3 separate regions of the Mus musculus genome follow, and all the other regions are linked to region 2. The links are chromatin contacts, called in public HiChIP or PLAC-seq and capture Hi-C maps. All regions are on one chromosome and are shown on one strand. Each heading gives the region's core, a stretch centred on a gene start, on an enhancer-like site or on the middle of the called end of the contact. The rest is flanking DNA. Distances are from core to core; before and after follow the strand shown. Region 1 overlaps Il7 (interleukin 7). Region 2 overlaps Mrps28 (mitochondrial ribosomal protein S28). Region 3 overlaps Chmp4c (charged multivesicular body protein 4C).

What was found. HiChIP or PLAC-seq counts read pairs in DNA pulled down with a chosen protein or histone mark. Capture Hi-C pulls out chosen DNA fragments and counts their contacts.
Region 1: a capture Hi-C map of embryonic stem cells shows a contact between it and region 2, with 3 times the contacts expected there. The contact joins two enhancer-like sites. A contact is called at or near these places in 1 of 115 datasets of contacts at active chromatin or transcription factors (astrocytes) and 2 of 9 other capture datasets (embryonic stem cells and embryonic tail).
Region 3: a contact with region 2 is called in a FOXA1 HiChIP or PLAC-seq map of pancreatic cancer cells. The contact joins two enhancer-like sites. A contact is called at or near these places in 1 of 115 datasets of contacts at active chromatin or transcription factors (pancreatic cancer cells) and 1 of 9 other capture datasets (embryonic tail).

What each region holds. Positions count from the first base shown.
Region 1 is chr3:7,578,023-7,581,149 of GRCm38.p6, reverse strand. The region is part of intron 2 of Il7 (interleukin 7); the gene reads left to right. Among named protein-coding and RNA genes, the nearest start is that of Gm16685, 33 kb to the left of the region's middle. Within about 2 kb of position 1,534, at least 11 of the 459 cell types and tissues checked have an H3K27ac peak or open chromatin away from gene starts, as enhancers often do. A contact at or near this core is called in embryonic stem cells, where this site is marked.
Region 2 is chr3:8,864,829-8,868,039 of GRCm38.p6, reverse strand. The region is part of intron 2 of Mrps28 (mitochondrial ribosomal protein S28); the gene reads left to right. Among named protein-coding and RNA genes, the nearest start is that of Gm52600, 34 kb to the left of the region's middle. Within about 2 kb of position 1,364, at least 132 of the 459 cell types and tissues checked have an H3K27ac peak or open chromatin away from gene starts, as enhancers often do. A contact at or near this core is called in embryonic stem cells and pancreatic cancer cells, where this site is marked.
Region 3 is chr3:10,377,223-10,380,574 of GRCm38.p6, reverse strand. All of the region lies in intron 1 of Chmp4c (charged multivesicular body protein 4C), which reads right to left. Among named protein-coding and RNA genes, the nearest start is that of Chmp4c, 12 kb to the right of the region's middle. Within about 2 kb of position 1,719, at least 10 of the 459 cell types and tissues checked have an H3K27ac peak or open chromatin away from gene starts, as enhancers often do. A contact at or near this core is called in pancreatic cancer cells, where this site is marked.

The sequences.
Region 1 (3,127 bases), core at 285-2,784, 1.3 Mb after region 2:
CTCTCTAGGTATGTGACAAGATACATTGCTTTTCTTTCTTTCTTTCTTTCTTTCTTTCTTTCTTTCTTTCTTTCTTTCTTTCTTTCTTTCTTTCTTTCTTCCTTCCTTCCTTCCTTCCTTCCCTCCCTCCTTCCCTCCCTCCCTCCCTCCCCCTCTCTCTCTCTCTCTGTCTCTCTCTCTCTCCCTCTCTCTCTCTTTCTTTTTTGAACCAACACGTTTCTAGTAATTGCCTAGAGCAGTCATGAGAAGTGGATTCATTCTCCCATAAAGTGGAGGCATTGCTAAGTAATATCTGAACAATATCTAATCAACTTTAGCATTCATTTATAAAGTCAGAAGTACTATTTGTTGATTCCAACAAATGTGAATAAATTAATAATAAATGAACAAAGCATAAGTAAAGTAGAAAAATTGGAAAAAGAATGATTAGGCCCAAAGAGAAGGCTTACTGGGTAGAGGTACTTATGTGGAGGCCTGCAGACACAAATTCAGTCCCTGGGTCTCACAAGGAGACAGAAGAAAACTCTCAAATGGTGTCCTCTATTTTCCACACATGTGCTAGTGTAAGCACACACCTGTACTCTTCTACATGCATGTACTAAATAGATTTTACCTATAAAACCAGTCAAAAATGCTAACATTTTTTCTTATTCTCCCTAAGAAACTAACAGAAAATGAGCCTAGATTAATATCAGAGAAGAAAATATGGAAAAATTGTGAGGTCTTTGCATTTTCAGGGAAAAATAAAGACTGAAATATAAACTTGTCATTAGTGCCTTGATAAGTAAGCATATGTAAGATTTTGTAGAAAACACACATAAAGCAAAAAATTAGAGGATAAATACACTTAAAAAGTGATGAAGGTATAGAGGTATAACTGATACAGTTGTTTGGAAGACCTTGGAACTTTGGACAAGAAAAGTTGGTTAAATAATAAGTGGGGCATAATGGGCCTAGGTCATAAAAGCATGAAAAATAGTGCTGAGGACAATTTGGACTACATAGGCACTGGTGAAAAGAAGAGTATCAACTGGATTAGAGTGCACTCTCCCTATACTTTGGCAGAGAATGTGGCTACTTTCTGCCAACAAATCCACCTGTGGTAAAATGGAATTTTCTACTAATATCATTGGCAGAGGAGACTTCAAGACAGCCTAATATTAATTGTGCCAAGTAGTGATTTTATTCATTCTTATGCACATCTACAGTGAAGAGAAACAAACAAGACAAAGAGAAATTCAAAATGTAAAGTTTGGGGAGAAAAAGAGAAGCAAGACATTTGGTACTGGAGCTTATTCATGGAAGAAGCTTAAAGGCCTGATGCTGGATAGAAAAAAGGGAGTAGAAACCTCTGGGCAAGACCCCAATAACCTAATCCTGTGACCAAGGAAAACAAAGACCTGAAAGTTTTCTTTGTCCTAAACAACAATGGAAAGCTTATGCAAATGTAATTCAAGGAGGGGACAGGTTCCAGCTCCAGCAGGCAGGAGAAGTTGGCAGCTTCAGCTATGTAGCTTTGGCTTTAGAATTAAGTGGGACACAGGAAAGGTATTGTGGAATGTTCCACGGTTTAGGAAAGCTATTACTAAAGTAAAGGTTCATGGCAGTAGGTCTTTGCAGGAAAGTCCAGGAAAGCCATTGTGTAAAGCTGTGAATGTAAAGGATGGATTGTGATGGAGATCTACCAGTGCTGGAAAAGTCACAGTATGTTGTATCTGCCAAGGAGAGAAGCTCCAGGCAGGATGTGGAACCAGCCCAAGATTGTTAAGTGTGTTTCTATCAGCAAATCTGGGAAGTGTGGGAGATATGAAGAGCTATCTACTCAGCCCTTTGACATTAGGAGTTTGTCCTACTGGATTTCAGCCTTGCTTTGGTCCAGTGCTTCATTAATAAGTTCCTGCTCCTCCCCTTTGAAATGGTAATGTATATTCTGTACCACTGTATGTTGGAAGTATGTGGTCAGCATTTTGCTTTTTGTTTTTATGGGGTTTTACAATTAAGAAATAGGCTTAAGTCTCAAGGACACTCAGGACTTTGGTATTGTAAGCTGTCTTGAAAATAAAAGACTATGGAGACTTTTGAAGTTGGCTGATGCATTTTACATTCTGATATGACTAGAAGCCTATGGGGGCCAGGGAGCTGAATGTAGTAGTTTGAATGAGAATGGCCCCATGGTCTCATGTATTTTAATGTTTAGTTCCAAGCTGATAAAATTGTTTGGGAAGGATTAGGTGTGGCTTTGTTGCAGAGATGTGTCACTGAGGGAAACTTAAGAGTTCAAAAGCCCATTCTAGGCCCAGTCTCTGCCTTTGTCTGTGGATCTTAGTTAACATTCTACTGCCATGCCTGAGTGCTTCCTGCCATGATAATCATGGACTATATCTCTAAAACTGTAAGCAAGCCCCCAGTTAAATAATTTCTTAGAGTTACCTTGATCTGGTGTCTCTTCACAGCAATAGATCAACAATTAACACAAGAAAGTTAAGTATGTAATAGAAAACAAACAAACAAACAAACTGCAAGGTGCAACCTAATGAAATTGAGACCTTTTCTAGGAGCAATTCACATCATAGATCATAGTGATTTGGACTTTTATATTGTGGGTTTTCCATATTTATAATAAACTGGAAATATGTTTACATGAACCAACATGCCTGTAGGAATCTATTATTTTGACATGTGTTAAATCAAGAAGTTGTTTTCTTCTGTTATGAATTCATATTCTGGGCTGCTATTGATAGGTTTGCTTCAGAAGGCAGCCGTGACATCTTACATGTTCATGTCAAAGGGACACTATCATCATACTGAAAATTAAGTTTTCATCAAATACTTGGCAAACATGCAGAAAAGCTTAACACTCTCTTTTGTAGGCATATGAAATCATATTAGTTTACCACAGCAATAGCCTAACCAACATCAATTTTCAAATATTGTTATGAAATTTGTTAGAACACTCTAAGAATTTAATTCAGTGACATATTTCATATGAGACTTGTAGGTTTAATAAAAAATGTATGTATAATTTGATGTCATCCTGGGGATTAAATAAAACTTGATAGAAAAATGACTTAGTAGATAACTGTTCATTACTTTTAGTTGTAAGGTGGTAGCTTTAGAAAATATATGT
Region 2 (3,211 bases), core at 115-2,614:
CAGGCTGTTAGGTCCGTCACACATAATAACCTCTTTTGTCCTCACAGGAGCCAAGGCAGCAGGTATTATTATTATCTCAATGATTATTTATTGACACAGAGTAAGAGTGTAGCTAGCAGCTGGGGAGGCTAGGCTCCCATGGCGGGGGAGGGGCGGCTAGAGAGCGTGAAGGTGGGCAAAGCACATGAAGGAGATTGCACTAATGTTTTACAGCACACTAGCATACCTCTAGTATACAGCAGCTCTTCATGTACTTCAGATTACTCCAGGAGATGTTTATAGGCTCCTAACACAGAGATGATGATGCCTGGAAAGGAGACAGTCATTATCCTGATGTTATCAGTATACAGTATATGCATATTTTGAATTATAATACTGTAGCCTTTCAATAAGTGACATTTTAAAATTAAGAAATAGTTGGTACGCCAGGTGTGGTGGCACACGCCTTTAATCCCAGCACTCAGGAGGCAGAGGCAGGCGAATTTCTGAGTTCGAGGCCAGCCTGGTCTACAGAGTGAGTTCCAGGACAACCAGGGCTACACAGAAAAACCCTGTCTCAAAATCACCGGGGGGGGGGGGGGGGAGGAGGGGAAGAAAAGAAATAGTTGAATAGTTGGACATGTCTATTGCAGATGAGGAAAATTAAGACCTTAATTTTTAAATGAAGAAATAACAGAAGTGACAATTGGTAGAACCAGATTAGAGTGTAGTTGAACCCTACAGCATGCATGCTTAAGTTCAGATAAACCTCCCAAGACATCTTTGGTTAGGGAAGGGACATTTACTTAGGACGTGAGTTGGTGCTTTGATCTAGCTGGAGTTTCTTGGCCTTTGTCAAGCAAGCCGTTTAAGTCAATGGAAGCCGTTGGTCTGTAGTGACGCTGTTTGACTTCTGACTTAGGTGCTTTAGTTTTATACCCGATTAACCTAAGAAAGATGCAGGAAGAGAGGCGTGCATGTGCTTGGGGCATGTTAACATACATGTAAAAAACAGACCAGAAAGGCTTCTGCCAGTCTGGGGCGGCCTCAGAGCACTACCAGAACCTTGCCCTCTCAATGGCCTTCAGCCCTGTTCCTGCATTCTCTACTGGCACACGGCCTACTTCGCTTCTCTTCTTTGAGCCAGTCCAGACTTCTCTTTGTACTTAACAGAAGCTTGGGGAGGGGGATGAGAGGAGATGGGGGAGGGGGATGAGAGGAGATGGGGGAGGGGGATGAGAGGAGATGGGGGGGATGAGAGGCGATGGGGGAGGGGGATGAGAGGAGATGGGGGGGTTGTAAGTGATTCATAAGAGAAGTATGACAGAAACGAAAGAAGTATAAAAGAGCAACAACAGTGCTTGACTCAGTACCCTGTCAGCACCAAACTCAGTGACTGGACTGTTTGGCCCTAGCTCTATTTTAATGCAAAACTGACTTCACTGGGGTAAGAAGTCTTACCTACTGACTTCCCAGCTCTCTCTTGACCTGTCATGTACATATGGGTACAACTGCTGGCCAAGGGGACAAGTGTGCAGCATTCTTCCGCCTTCACTTCCTAGGCTCTTTAGCCCCCATTGAGCTGTGAACAGTGGCTGAGGACAAAAGCTGTATACACTGTTCAAACAGAGCAGCAAAGCAGCAGTGCACTGAGTCACTCTGCGCTCTGTGTGAGAACTGAGGGGGCTCTATTCATTTCCTTTGTGCTGCTGTCTGTCAACAGCACTGTTTGAGGCAAGGCCTATTGTGCTGGCCAGTGTTTCTTATTGACCTAAGTCTGTGGCTGCTATGTTCCCAGGGTCGAAGTTGTGAGTGAGAGAATGTTTGGAAAGGGGTAATCATAGGCTCCATGCATTTTGCTGTATTGTCATCTGACCTATTAAATCTAAACTGTGGTCCGTGTTAATGCAAACAGGTAATTATATAGTCACAGCTGCAGCTATTGACATCTGCTCACTGCCCCCATGGGAAAAATAGGTTCTTTTTGTTCTGTGTTTAGATTCTTGCATGCTGGATTTTAATGATTTTTAACTGAAAATAGATAATGGATCAGGATGAGTAAAAGATGAATAAGGTAGACACGCCTTAGCCACAGATGTTTGCGTGTTTCCATTGATAACATGGTGCCTTAGCATGGCTCCAGCCTGAGTAATCTTGGTTGAGTTAAAGTAGTAGAAAATAAAGCTAACTGTTACATTTCTATCCTAGATGACCGGGGCACCATGCTGCTCTGGGAACTCGGTGGTGTTCGTTTGTTTGCTTTAACCCACTGTGTCTTCCCTAGTGCAAGATGGTCTGAAGCAAAAAATTTCAAAACAGCTGCCTTTAAGCATCACATCCTCTACGTCCTATGGGAAAGAACCAGTTTCACGATGGAAAAGAAAAGAAAATATTCAACTATGTTTTACTTTAGTGTGAAAATCTACTCTTATTACTTAAATTCACTGCAGTCAGGTTTCGCTCATCTGCACAGCTCATCAGTCTTAGTATTTATTAAACCCCTAGGAGGTGGTGGGCCGTGAGGTGGTGGGCTGCTCTTTGAGAGTGGATGGCGTATTGTCTTTGTTCTATTTCATGCTTTCACTAGGGCATGGTGAAGTTCTCAGAGGTGAGAGTCCTGGAGGGCATAAGAGAACCAGACTTCAAGGTCTAGGGCCACTTCAAGGTTGTCTAAGGTTTGCAGTTTGTGTCACTTGCCTTTGGGGATGCAGTCTCTTCCTAACGTTAGTTAAAAGTTGTGTTGTTGGCCTTGTTGAGAAAGCACTCAGGATACCCTCAGGTTGGAATTGCCTGTGGACCAGTCCTACAGGCAGGTTCCTTTCTTTGTTCATCACAGAATAAGGCAGGAGGTGGCTGTACTGTACTGTATGTAGTGGTCATTGGGAGGATGATATTTGACCTTCTTACATGTAAGATACCAAAGATGATGATGAGGAATATAAATTCTTATCTGTAGGGAAGTAAGGCCAAATGCATTTATTTTTATACTATCCTTACCACAAGCACATGTTTAAAAAACACAACATAGTGGTAAGATTTTATACAGTGAATAATAGGATACAGTTAATACACAAAATGTTCTCTCTCTCTCTCAACAAAGTGGGCCATTGAGAACTTGTAGTTCTGTTTTGAAAATACTGTTCTGTGTTAATGTTACTAAGTGAAGCTGCCATCCTGTATGTAGAACATGGTAGAGTTAAGACAGCTGCAAGTGCATGCAGTTGTGGGTACT
Region 3 (3,352 bases), core at 470-2,969, 1.5 Mb before region 2:
TAGTGGGCACACAGATATTTCAAAGCCCTGTACACATATATTCAACATTTCAATAGAACACATCAAAGCCCTGTGCACATTCACTCAACATGCAGATCAATAAAATGTGTGACTTCTGCCTAATGCAAATCGCAGACCAATGTGAACGTTCTAGCTTAGATATATGGGAAACCAGGAACTATATACCTTGAATAGCAGCAAATCACACCAGCAGTTCCCTATGTATAACCTCCATATTTTCAGAGGTCTCTCCAGTACTAAATATCATAAAGAGCAAGCTTAAAAATTAGCTGGACCACAACTGTAATGTACGGGATTACGTAATGGGGGGATAGAGAAAAGAGAATGAACCGGGAAAAGTAAACACACAGTACTCTGAGGCAGGATCCCTTGGAAGTGGTCTATTCTGTAAGCAAACCACTGACTCCAAACCAAATCTTATGTTTTAAAATGCACAAGAGTAATTGATAATATTGACGAATACCACACAGTATAAACAATCAGGAAGCCAAGTTGAGCAGTACAGCCTTCCTTCTTCGGAGAGATCGCAAGACGAAGCACAAATGGGCCAAGACAATTGAGATTATTATTTTCTGATAAAAATGAAGCTTCTGCCCTCATTCTCAAGATCAGACCATTCGAGCAGCAGAGGATCATGGGAGAGACTATTAGAGGAGGTAAATCTAAAAAGAGAAGTTCATGATTCAGGAAAATGCTATTGCCCTTCAGTTCTCAACAACACACGCACAAAAGATGAATCCCAAACACCCAGCACAAGTCTCATTCTTTATAATTAATTTCTTCAGAGGTCAATTACCTAGCAGGTGAAGTACTCAGTTATTAGAGCAACATACAAATAAATTCATTAGAGTCTATTTGGTATTCTTTGTAAAAAGCCCATTAACTGTTTGACTCCAGGCAGAATACATAAGTAACTGAAGTGTTTTTTTTTATTTCCTACCAGTGTTATTTATAACCTCACAAATTAGTCAACTTTATGGATAGGTTATGACTTAAAATGTAGAAAAATTGTGTGGGTATGGAACTAGTGGCTCTTACCAGAAGGCCTCGGGATTAGCAACTGGGCTTTACTTCCCAGGGAGAGATGTTTGCACATGTAATTTGTTTGGTATATATAACTTGTTTCATATAATTATTTTACACATAGTTAATATGGCTCCCTATTAAAAAGCATGTAAAAAGCATGAGAAATTAAGAGTTTCAAAATCTAAAATGTTCATCAAGTACTTGATTATAATTTCATCAGCAGGGGCTGGGGAGATGGTTTAGTGGTTAAGAGACCTGACTGTTCTTCCAGAAGGCTAGGGTTCAAGTCCCAGCACTCACAGTGAAACACAGCTGTCTGTAACTCTATATATAAATGCCACCTTCTGGCCTCTGCAGACAAAAGACACAGTGCACACAAGCAAACCACCCATACATATAAAATAAAAATATGTTACAATAATCCTAAGTTTTCTATCTTAAATTCCTACTCAAGCCTGGTAAAAATACAGAAGCCTTATTTTATCTATAGTGGATATTAAATTTTAATTTTTTAAATCAAGACTTTAACTTCTAATGCAAGATTTTCAGTTCTAGCAGAGACTGTCTTCATTTTCCCTCCTGTAATTTTAAAGATCACTGTTCTAGGACACTTGCTTCAGTGTTGTCTTTCCTGGATAATGATTAACTGTGTTGGTATTTTAAGTCAATAGCAGGCTATACTAAGAAGAGATGAGGGAGGCTCCACAGAGCTGTGGAAACAGGAGCTTCTCCCTTCCTAAGGGACCCATCCATCTCCCAGACACTCGATGGGAATGCCTGCAAGTCAGAAATGCCTGGGTGGGTGCTTGGCATTGACTGACGATGAGGGCCACAGAGGCTCAGCTCCTGTCACCATAAACAATACCTTATGCTTTCAGAATGCATCCTAAACTGGTCCTTTCAAGTAATTCCCTATTAGCTATCTGAGGAGAACAACCAAAGTCTGTGTGCAAGAGAACCCAGTCCAGAAATGGCTTATTTCTGCAATAAGCTTGCTTTTCCTCCTTTCTTCTTCTTTCTCAAACTTTAAAACCAACTGTAGCTTTGCTAGAAAGAACTTCTACTAAATAATAACCAGAAATGAGAAACAAACAAACAAAACAAAAACAAACCCATCTTCTGCTAAATGTATAGAACCAACTAACTTTACTAAGGCAAATATCTCGGGAGTATGACTTTTAAAAATCCCCAATATTATCCGTTACTTTATTTATGTAGTCTTATCCCTTATAAGTGAATTGACATGTACTTAGAACTACAAGAAGGAAAAATGTCCCCATAGGCTTATATATTTGGATGTTTGGTTTCCCAGTTGGTGGAACTTAGGAAAGATTAGGAAGGATGGTCTTGTTAAAGGAGGTTTCTTACTGGGAGTAGCTTTGAGGTTTCAAAAGCCCTCACCAGGCCCAAGTCCTGCCCTCTCAGTGTCTTGCCTATGGATGAGGATGAAGGTCTCAGCTACTGGTCTGGTGGCATGCCTGCCTGCCTGCCTGCAGCCATGCACCTCACCCTCTGAAACTGTAAGCAAGTCCCAATTAAATGATTCCATCTAAAGAATGGGCAACCAATGACTGGCCCAAACTAAGACCCATCCCAGGGGCAAGAACCAATCCCTGGGGCTGGCTGGAGAGATGGCTCAGTGGTTAAGAGTCCTGAGTTCACATTCCAGCAACCACTTGGTGGCTCACAACCATCCATAATGAGATCATCTGATGCCCTCTTCTGTTGTGTCTGAAGACATCTGCAGTGTACTCACATACAATAAATAAATCTTAAAAAAAAAAAAAAAAAAAAGAACCAATCCCTAACACTATTAATGATATTCTTTTATGCTTGCAGACAAGTGCCTAGCATAACTGTCCTTTGAGAGGCTCCAGACAGCAGTCTGTCCAGGAGACAGATGCAGATACCCACAGCCAAACAGTAAACGGAACCTAGGGAGTCTTGTGAAAGAGTTAGGGAAGGATTGAGTGATCTGAAGAGGCTGAAGAGGATAGAGACTCCATAGGAAGACCAATGGAGTCAAGTAACCTGGACCTCTGGGGACCCTCAGCAGAGACTGAACCACGAACCAAAGAGCATGGGCTGAACCTAGGCTGTCCACACATATGTAGTAGAGTGTGCAACTTGTGATCTTCATGTGAGTCCCCCAACAACTGGAGTGGGGGCTGTCCCTGAATCTGTTGCCTGCCTGTGGATCCTGTTCCCCTAACTGAGCCTCCTTGCCTTGCCTCAGTGGGAGACAATGGGACTTGATGTTCCAGAGTGAGGAGATACCCAGAGGAAGCCTCTCCCTTCTCAGAGG